Linked DNA regions of Mus musculus: all the other regions are linked to region 1. The links are chromatin contacts, called in public HiChIP or PLAC-seq maps. All regions are on one chromosome and are shown on one strand. The core of a region is the stretch at or near the end of the contact, and the rest is flanking DNA. Distances in the headings are between cores, read along the strand shown.

What was found. HiChIP or PLAC-seq counts read pairs in DNA pulled down with a chosen protein or histone mark.
Region 2: a FOXA1 HiChIP or PLAC-seq map of pancreatic cancer cells shows a contact between it and region 1. The contact joins two enhancer-like sites. A contact is called at or near these places in 2 of 484 Hi-C or Micro-C datasets (CD4 T cells and pre-B cells) and 4 of 115 datasets of contacts at active chromatin or transcription factors (CD8 T cells, effector CD8 T cells, large pre-B cells and 1 more).
Region 3: a contact with region 1 is called in an HNF4G HiChIP or PLAC-seq map of pancreatic cancer cells. The contact joins two enhancer-like sites. A contact is called at or near these places in 2 of 484 Hi-C or Micro-C datasets (cortical neurons and liver) and 3 of 115 datasets of contacts at active chromatin or transcription factors (CD8 T cells, pancreatic cancer cells and thymic regulatory T cells).

Annotation. Positions count from the first base shown.
Region 1 is chr3:52,628,811-52,631,862 of GRCm38.p6, forward strand. No RefSeq gene overlaps it. Among named protein-coding and RNA genes, the nearest start is that of Gm30235, 20 kb to the right of the region's middle. Within about 2 kb of position 1,626, at least 64 of the 459 cell types and tissues checked have an H3K27ac peak or open chromatin away from gene starts, as enhancers often do. A contact at or near this core is called in CD8 T cells and pancreatic cancer cells, where this site is marked.
Region 2 is chr3:52,338,889-52,341,808 of GRCm38.p6, forward strand. The region is part of intron 1 of Foxo1 (forkhead box O1); the gene reads left to right. Among named protein-coding and RNA genes, the nearest start is that of Foxo1, 72 kb to the left of the region's middle. Within about 2 kb of position 1,648, at least 19 of the 459 cell types and tissues checked have an H3K27ac peak or open chromatin away from gene starts, as enhancers often do. A contact at or near this core is called in CD8 T cells and pancreatic cancer cells, where this site is marked.
Region 3 is chr3:52,295,021-52,297,840 of GRCm38.p6, forward strand. All of the region lies in intron 1 of Foxo1 (forkhead box O1), which reads left to right. Among named protein-coding and RNA genes, the nearest start is that of Foxo1, 28 kb to the left of the region's middle. Within about 2 kb of position 1,396, at least 49 of the 459 cell types and tissues checked have an H3K27ac peak or open chromatin away from gene starts, as enhancers often do. A contact at or near this core is called in pancreatic cancer cells, where this site is marked.

The sequences.
Region 1 (3,052 bases), core at 376-2,875:
AACTCCCTTCTTACGTAACAATTTAGCGATGAGGTAATTCTCTAAGGAAGGTTTGTCTAAGAAGATATAAGAAGGCCAGGGAGAAGTAACAGAGTGGGGCAACTGGAGCTCCTTCCCACCCACCAAGTGTAGATCTGTAAACGTCTGTCTTTCCATACACACACATGTAGGTGTATGTGCATAGATCTAAGTATGCACCAACACTTGTGGAGCTGATAAGACAGGTGGTTGGGTATGACCGATGTGTGTGTGTGTCTATGCGTTTATGGGTGTATCTGTGCATGTGCACATGCATGTGTAAAATATTTTAATTCTTTTCCTTTCTTTTCTCTCTGGTTCATGAAGAGTTAATAAATTCCAAGCCTCTTCTCCTGACTGTAAGAGGTTAGAGAGAGAGAGAGAGAGAGAGAGAGAGAGAGAGAGAGAATGTGAGTCTCTCTCTCTCTGTGTATGTGTGTGTGTGTGTGTGTGTGTGTGTGTAAGAGAGAGAGAAGAAATCAGAGCTTATTAAAGCACAAATAGAGAGCTACAGAGAAAGAAACTAGCACTTACCAGCACAGAGCAGTAAGAAAGAGTTAAGTGTCCATAGGCCATCAGCTTCTGGCCCCCCAGAGTAGTAAGAGAGATTAACAAGGCCATAGGTCATCAGTCTTTGGCCTTCGTCCAACTCTGTGTCCCACCTCAGTACTTGTGATTCCAGGAAGGTCCCCAGTAGTTCTAGGAATTAGGTAAGATGCAAGAAATGGCTCTTTCCCTGGGAAATGCGTAACCCAATGGGCAAAGGCAAACAAATTCAAATATATATTCACTCTGCAGTTTGGAGAGAAATGGTGGATTAATGCATTTCGAGTCCACTGTGAAGCAATAACCAAGACAGCTCACGGCATACCAAGAATGAAGAACAACATTCACCTTTTATTGAGCACTTACCATGCCCTGCTTTTTGTCTGAGATATATTACACAACTTTATCATAACAATCCTCTGAGACAAGGACGGGGACTTTGGTTGTTGAAAGATTTTGTGCAAAGCTGCCCAATTAATAACCAGAAGAACCGAAATATCATGCCTATGGCCATGCTAACAACTATACCGTGCTGTCTTCCTGGAAAGGAAATCTATCACTCACCGAACTCCTTCTCATGTGGGGCTCAGTCAGTTAAATGCTCTTCATATTTCCACGACAACCAGAATGCAGGAAGGAGGAGCTGTGACTACTCACTGGCCACACATACCTGTCTGGATCCCACCTCTCCATCAATTAGCCAGAACCTGAATAGTGAGCAGGTCTAGGCTTACACATTGGCTCATGCCACTAGCCATAACTCCCTAGTCAGTTTATCCAGTGTTCCTCATGCAGAGAACAGTTTGTCCTCAGTGTCATCATCTGCCCCCATTAATAGCTAATGTCGCCAAGGTGGCCATTGTATTCATTCGGCAGTATGACTAACGGTTGCAGTATACATTTCCACAATCCTCCGTTGTGGAATACAAACAAGATCCTTCTGAGGGGTTAAGGTGGGTGCTTAGAAAAAGCAGCTGGCTGTTAGAACAGGAACCGGGGTTCCTCAGCACCCTCACATTCCATATACCAGCCCTCTGAGTCACCCAGCACACACCCTTCTTCACTTCCTCTCCTAAAAACAGTTGCACTTTGTGCCACAAGAACCATGTCTACTCCAGTATTGACCATACTTAATGGTGGTCCTGGACATGTTGATATGAAGAAGGATTAAATATGACAGAGCCCTAATTAGACAGTCTCTATGTTATAAATTGCTTTTTGTTGTCAATTGCAGATTTATTTTTCCTTTCTTTTTTTTCTTTTCCTTTTTCTTTAATTTGTTTGTTTTATTTGGTCTACCAAAACCAGGAAGTCAAAGCCATAATTGCTCTTCCTGCGAATCAAGATAAAAAAATCCCTCTTCTGATCTCCTATTGCTACTCAGGGCCCCTTGTTCCAAGTTCCTATGCTGGGCCCCATGACATCATGTAGGCAGAAATGGGAGAAGAGAGGCTTCTCCTGATGGTTAGAGAGAGCTGAGCCTCTCGGGGCCCTAAAAGGTAGCAGACATGATAAAGTGCAGTGGCATTGTGTGAACTTCACTCGAGGGCATCATAACTCAGAGGTCTGAGGTTCTGACCTTCAGGTGATGCTACGCCTGCCTTAGTGCTTCTCACAGTGGAGCAGCAGCCCTAGGCCTGCTGGGAACTGAGTGAGAAAGGTGTTTCTAAGTGTGGGATCGAGGATGGGTGTCTTTTAGCACCTTGTGCTGAGTCAGAAGCGCATGTTCAATTGTTCTGTAGATTGCTCAGCCTCTCTAATTCACCTGACTCACAGGTTAGTAACTTAGTAATTGATGAGGTAGTCTTTAGTTTTTACCAGTGAGTCACAAGTGTGTGTGGGGGGGCTGATAGCAGTTCAAGTTGTTTCATGATGTCACTGGGATGTAAGGATGCTTCTCTGACTCTTCAAGAGGCAGTCGCTTGCCAGCCAAGGTCATTCTGCATCCATCTGTTAGAGACAGGCTGGTGTCACTTCTGGAGCCCCCATATACCTGGTTCCCCACAGGGGAGAGGGAGGATAAATGAGGTTGTATGTGTAAAATGTTTGACAACTTGGGCAGAAACCTCCAGGTAGAGGAGGTTTCCTACCACGATCCCATCCCCTCAAATAGTCTTTCTACCACTCCTCATGGACACTGAAAACCCCCTGCCCTGGCAGCTGTGCCAAAACCTGCCTTGTAGCCTGCTCATTCATAGTCCATCACTGTCTACCGGGAAGCCATGTTCATTCCAGTCTCAGTGGTCCTTTGGGGGCATTGCTGTTTTCCTGGTGCACATGTTAGACTCTCTCCCCCTCCTTTTCTCTTTAGTACTACACCTTCAGCACCAGATCTCCTCGCCATGGCCCACTCTCCCACTCTGAGCCAGTTCCTGTGGGTGACTCATGAAGGCCAGTTCTCCTCCGCTGATGCGCTGGTAGTACCTGGCTGTGTTCATCTCTTCATGCTTCCATCCAGATTCTATTTGAGGGTCTGCTGTATGCCATA
Region 2 (2,920 bases), core at 398-2,897, 290 kb before region 1:
GGAGGAAAAACCACGAGGATTGCAGTTCAGCTGTGAGAACGTGGAAACAAGCCTGAGGAAGCCGTTAAACAGGAAGTTTGTGATGAATGACTTAATCGAGTTGGAACTATTCATGATGGCTTAAAAATTCCTGTTTATATATTCCTTACTTCCTATAACAAAGTAGCCAGTTTTATTTCCTTATGTTTGTGTCAAGTGATACCCAGGCCCTTCCATGCATACATGCTACCCCACTCTACCCTGTGTAGTCCTCTGATAGCCATTGACAGGTGTTAAGAGCCAATACTCATTGAGACCCTGACTGACTCATTCTAGGACCACCTCCATCTCAGGGAGGCTTCCCATGCTACCCACGAGTCCCCTCGCCTCTCCTTTTTGCTGCTATTTTACATGACAACTGTATCTCCCCCACCCTGTGTACTATGGAAGATCGCTTTAGAGGAATTTTCTTTACTCTGGAATGCTTTGAATAAGATGAAGCACTTTGGAGCAAAATGGGAATCCACAGCAGTTTGGTAACTACAGTTCCATGTCAGATGGCCTAGAAAGACGGTCGTGTCTTAGAGTGTAGACCAGATGAATGGTGAGTGTTAGAGCTTTGAGGACAGCTTTGGGATCACCAGAGAAGTGTCAGGACTTTAGTGTAGACAGGTTATGGTTTAGAGGGTGCTCAGGTGAGAATAGAGCTCTGAAATGAAACCATCTTTATGGAGAAAAAGCAAGGCTTCTCTTACAACATGCTTTTGAGTCAAATTTCATGTACACTATTAACAATTTATGTCTAAATGCACACAGACTGTCGAGTAAATGTCTCATGATTTCCTTCTCACAAGCACACTGGACACTAGTCATTATTAGTAGTAACTCAAATCGGAACTCTGAGTAGTGGAGTGGGCTTTGCTACTCTGAATCTTGAGTGTGTTTTCACATAGCAGTGTAAAAAGGAAGCACGAGGTGGCATCGATAGTTGCTGGGTGTCTGTAACAGCTGCACACAATTAGAAAGCTCAAAAATGAGGGAAAATACTTTGGGAAAATCTAGTTTGTCTAGCATTTTTTAAAGAATTTCCAAAATTCCTACAACTGGGCGCTTTTTAGCCATATGTTCCAGTCTCTGAGCATGAGATTCTTTGTGTTTGTTGTCGACACCTATGCAGTCAGGTGGCACTTCTCAGCAGACGGGGGTCTCTAGGGACCATTTCGTTTTCCTTGTGAGTTCTCGTAGCCTCTTTACATAGGCTTTCCCTGGGAAAATGCATACCTGAAACTCAGCGTAGCTTCTGTCATAAAGCACCCACAGGGTAGCAAGTCTTATTGTGTACATTGACTAGCCATTAGGGCAAACGCTGGGTTTTATAAAGCAGTAAGTGCAATGACTACTTCTCCCCCAGTGTGTTGTGTACTCATGTTACTCCAGTGTGTTGCTTTGCTTCTTGATACAAGTGAGTACTAAGAGGTGGTTTTGTCAGCTTGCAGCAGTGTAGTAGGGAATCACAAAGTCTTGCCCGAGTTCTAGCTAATGGGAGGGAGCTTCTTTCTGCTCTAGTTTCCCCCTTTCTAAAGTGTGACCAGTGACACCTGTCTACGTGTAGACTACCCCGTAGGGTGAGAAGAGATGTAGCCACAACAGTACACTAGAAAGGAAGAGCCGTAAGGTACAAAGGCCAGGATTTCATGAGCAAGGTGCAATCAGCATAAATTGCTGCCTGGTGGTTATTACTGTATGGAAAGAAAGACCAAGGGTGCACCTAGAATTGAAAAGTAGAAAGAAATAGGAAATGTAAAAAGACCCAGGCCAGGCCAGCAGGTAGTGGCCTTCGCACGGCTGAGAAGCTCAAGCGCTAAAGTATGGTTCAGGTCAGACGCCAGGGTTCTGAGAGCCAGGGACCTGGCAATCAGGATGAAGAGAGATGCCTCGGAAGCACCAGATCCAGCAGGTGACAGGAACTGAAACCAGTAAGCAGGGGCAGGGCAGGGTTTCCAGCAGGCTTAGGGGGTGGTGAGAGGCAGGCACGGAGTCTATGTTTGACTAACTTATGACTCGGTCCTCACCTCCGATTTTTGTTGGAGATTCAGCATTCCTAGAAGTCTACTATGATGGATGAGTAGTTTCCAATGTTTTGTTTTGCTTTTAAATCTCATGCCCTTTTTTGATAGGGCTTCAAGTTGTTCATGCAGTTCAGATATATTATGTATGTTCTATAGCACATTGTTAGACATAGTTTTTTGTGTGAGATTTAAAACTTCAAGGTAAATGCATATTTATAGATTCTGCACTTCAGTGATTGCCTGATAATTGCTTTTGACTGGGAGGATAAAAACATCTTGGTTGGAAGAACAAAGAACAAAATAACCCTGTCCTGTGTCTCTATGTGCCTGACATTTCCCACCCTAGGACAGTACAGTAGATCTCATTCAAAACCGACCCAGTGGAGAGACCCAGCTATGGTCATTAAAGCAGATCTGTTTTGGCCAGCCAGGACTAGAAAACTGACTGTAGTGTGTAAATTTAGGCAATGTGTGTGTTGAGAAACCATCAGACCCTTCCTTGACACGAGTTGCTATTTCCCATAAATAACATGAATGCTTTATACTAGTTGGAACACTGGAATCTGGTTATCTTATATGTATATCTTATATACATGTACAAAACATTATTATTCTAAAGATGCTGGTGTCCTAGTAGTGTTATTAACTAACTTCATTCCTATTGATGGAGACGGGCATTTTTACACATGCTGCCTTGTTGAGTATGTTGAACTGTCCTTGACATAGAAGCTGAGGAAGTTGACGGCTCCTAGAAAGCTCTGTGGGGGTCATCTGTTGGTTTGTCAAATGACTCTTACTATTCCCTTCCTTTCACAGAACCTCTGGAGGGTAGCCTGGGTCCTCCTTCCTTCCTATTTCCTTTTCTGCTGTCT
Region 3 (2,820 bases), core at 146-2,645, 330 kb before region 1:
CACAGAACTGTGGAGCCACACTTTCTAGACTTGTCAGATACCTGTAATGTAGACCGAGGGTTAACTTGCTAAGTCTTAGATTCTGAATAGTTTATAAGACTAAGCGAACCCCTCAGAACTAAGTATCTAGCACTTCCACAGTAAGTACTTTATTTCTTTATTACAGTAGTTCCTTTGTATTTTTGTTTGTTTTTTGTTTTTGTTTTTGTTTGGTTTGTTTTTTTTTTTGTTTTTTGTTTTTTTTTGGATTGTTTGAAATGGGGTCTGGCTTGGTAGCCATCTCTGCCTCAGCCCCTAAGTGTTACAGTCCTGTGCTGTAGGGCCTGACTGGGGTTTCTTTAGAAAATGTGGTAATAGCCACAAAAAATACACCATCAGCCATTTTGAGTTGTACTGTGCACTAGAGTTAAGTACTTTTCGTATCGGTTTGAGACTGTCAGTACCATCTTTTGTCAGATCTCTTTTTATCTTGTTTTCCCAAGCTTTGTGCCCATTGAACACTTCTTCCCAGCTTCGCCAGTGACCTTTGTGGGGTTGGTTGGTGAATTGACTTCTCCAGGTACTTTCTCTGGGAAATGCTGATACGTGTTTAATCATCTGCTGCAAAGTGGTTCTGCCATTTTACTGCCTTGTCCCTGTCCCTCCCTGCCCTAGGCAGGTCTTTAATGGCACTAGAAAGAGTGGTTTCTACACCGTCAAACACCATACTTGGCATTAATTTTCCCTTAAAATATTTTAAATTAGTATTGCCTTATGTAAAATGACCACAAAATCATAGCACCACTTTCCTGTTCATGGAAATTAGAGTTTTGGGCTGTATTTAAACCAATGGAAATTTGAGTGTTATAAAAAGCTCTGTTTGAGCTCTGCATTTTCTGCTGAGTCACATGCAGATGTACTGCTTCTGTTCTCTGCTTTGAGTGTCTGAAATCTTCACAGAGCAGTGCTTAGAATCTGCAGGTAAAGAACTGCCATTGGATATTACCAGCAGTGTAATTTGCCATCTTATTTTTATTTAGATAGAGATACCTTGGATTAAGGGGTTTTGCAATGATAACACATTTGGTACTTACTAATAATTTCTTTGCATATCAGATTAGTTGTATATCGAGAACTAAGAACCATAACCCGTAAAGTCTACTAAGGAGCCAGCGGACTTAGTGCTGACCATGTGGCTTGTTTTTCCCTCAGCTATGTAGGTTTATATTTTAGTTTATTGAATGTGACCGTTCATTTGTTAATGTCTTTGTGAGGTTTGTTATTCGTTATGTAGCAAGCCATTGTTATGTGTCTGTTACATAGTTCTGTAGACAGAAACCAGTTAAATTACTAAGCAGTTTACAGCATAAGGGCTGTAAGGTCCTATGACCTGAATGCCGTACTTGATCAATGTAGTCAGAGGCCACAACACTGCTTTCTGTTCCCATTGTTCTTTATCCTGACTCACCACCGGCTTGTACTCTTCCAGCCCTAGGAGATTTGGTTTGAATTAGTGGTAATCTTGCAGTCGATCATTTGTCCACATAGGCGTGATAGCAGTGGTAATGTGATAAGGTGGTTGGTATAGGCTTACATCTTTGAGATACCCTTGATTTGGAGAAGCTCTCTGGTAGTTGCTTCTTAGATAACGGGCAGAACATGGAGTAGTTAAAAAGTACAAGTTAAAAATCAGATTCAAGTCTTTTGCTCTCCCTGCTATTAGTGAGATGACAGTCTTCTCCTTGTGTTCATCTTTGTTAAGCGTTACGTAATCAACCACTAAATTCTGCTTTACAGCATAGATGACAGCCCGTAGGAGCTGGAGTGAGTGAAGGTGAGCGTGAGGGAGTGGTTGAGCGAGCGGTGTGTTTAGTGTGTCTGCTGTGTGGCTTACTCTAAGCCTGGAAATACTTCGAAAAGTTTACCTGCAACACCAGTCGCTGCCATCTTAGCAGGAATGTTATATACTGATTGTTTTGCCTCTGAAGAAGCGAGGCCTGGTGTGTGTGAGCTACCCTTTTTGTTCTTTGTGAACTTAGCTATGCGCTCTAGAGCCTCCCCTCCAGAGGATGCCACAAGTGTTCAATTTCGCTTGTTATTCTTACATATTGTATAGGGAGTTAGGCTGGAATTTCAAAGGAAACCCTCTAGTTTAAACAGAAATACCTGGTTGCTACTTCATTCCCTCCCCCTGCCCTGATGAAATACCCTTCATTGCTGTTTCTGTAACATCTTAATCAAATCCAGATCCTTAAACACACACTGCTGGTAAACAAACCATGCCGGCACCAGGTTCAATCAACTGAGAAGAAAGGTAAAACACGAGGAACGTGGATGCCCACACCTTTCAGTCCCTCAAGCTGTGTGCCATCAGCACAAGACGCCATACTTACAGCCCTTCTGGTGGCCGCCTGGTCTGAACACTGAGCCCGCAGAATGGCTTCTTTTCACAAGTGGTTTTAACAGGTACCCAGGGGTGGTACCCTTCCACTTCATTCTTAGTGTGCAGTGCTGTCACTTGACACACACCCCCCTGCCCGTGTGTGTTCGTGTGTGTGTGTGTGTGTGATCTCTCTCCAGATCTCGCACTCTCCAACAACTTGTTCCCTTTCACAAACAGAAGTTAGGAGAGGCGGGATCTCGGCACCTCCAGCCTTGTGGCCGTGCATCCTGATGTGGCTGTAGATTCGTTTTCTAGCAACTGCAGACAAGTAACCTCCTTCATTGCACAAGCTTGAGCTCTGAAACAGCCTTAGTAACTGTTTACCCCTCTGAGTCACTAGGGATGGATTATTTCCCTACGTGCCAGAGTATGTTTGATTTGAAAAGCATCTAAAAATA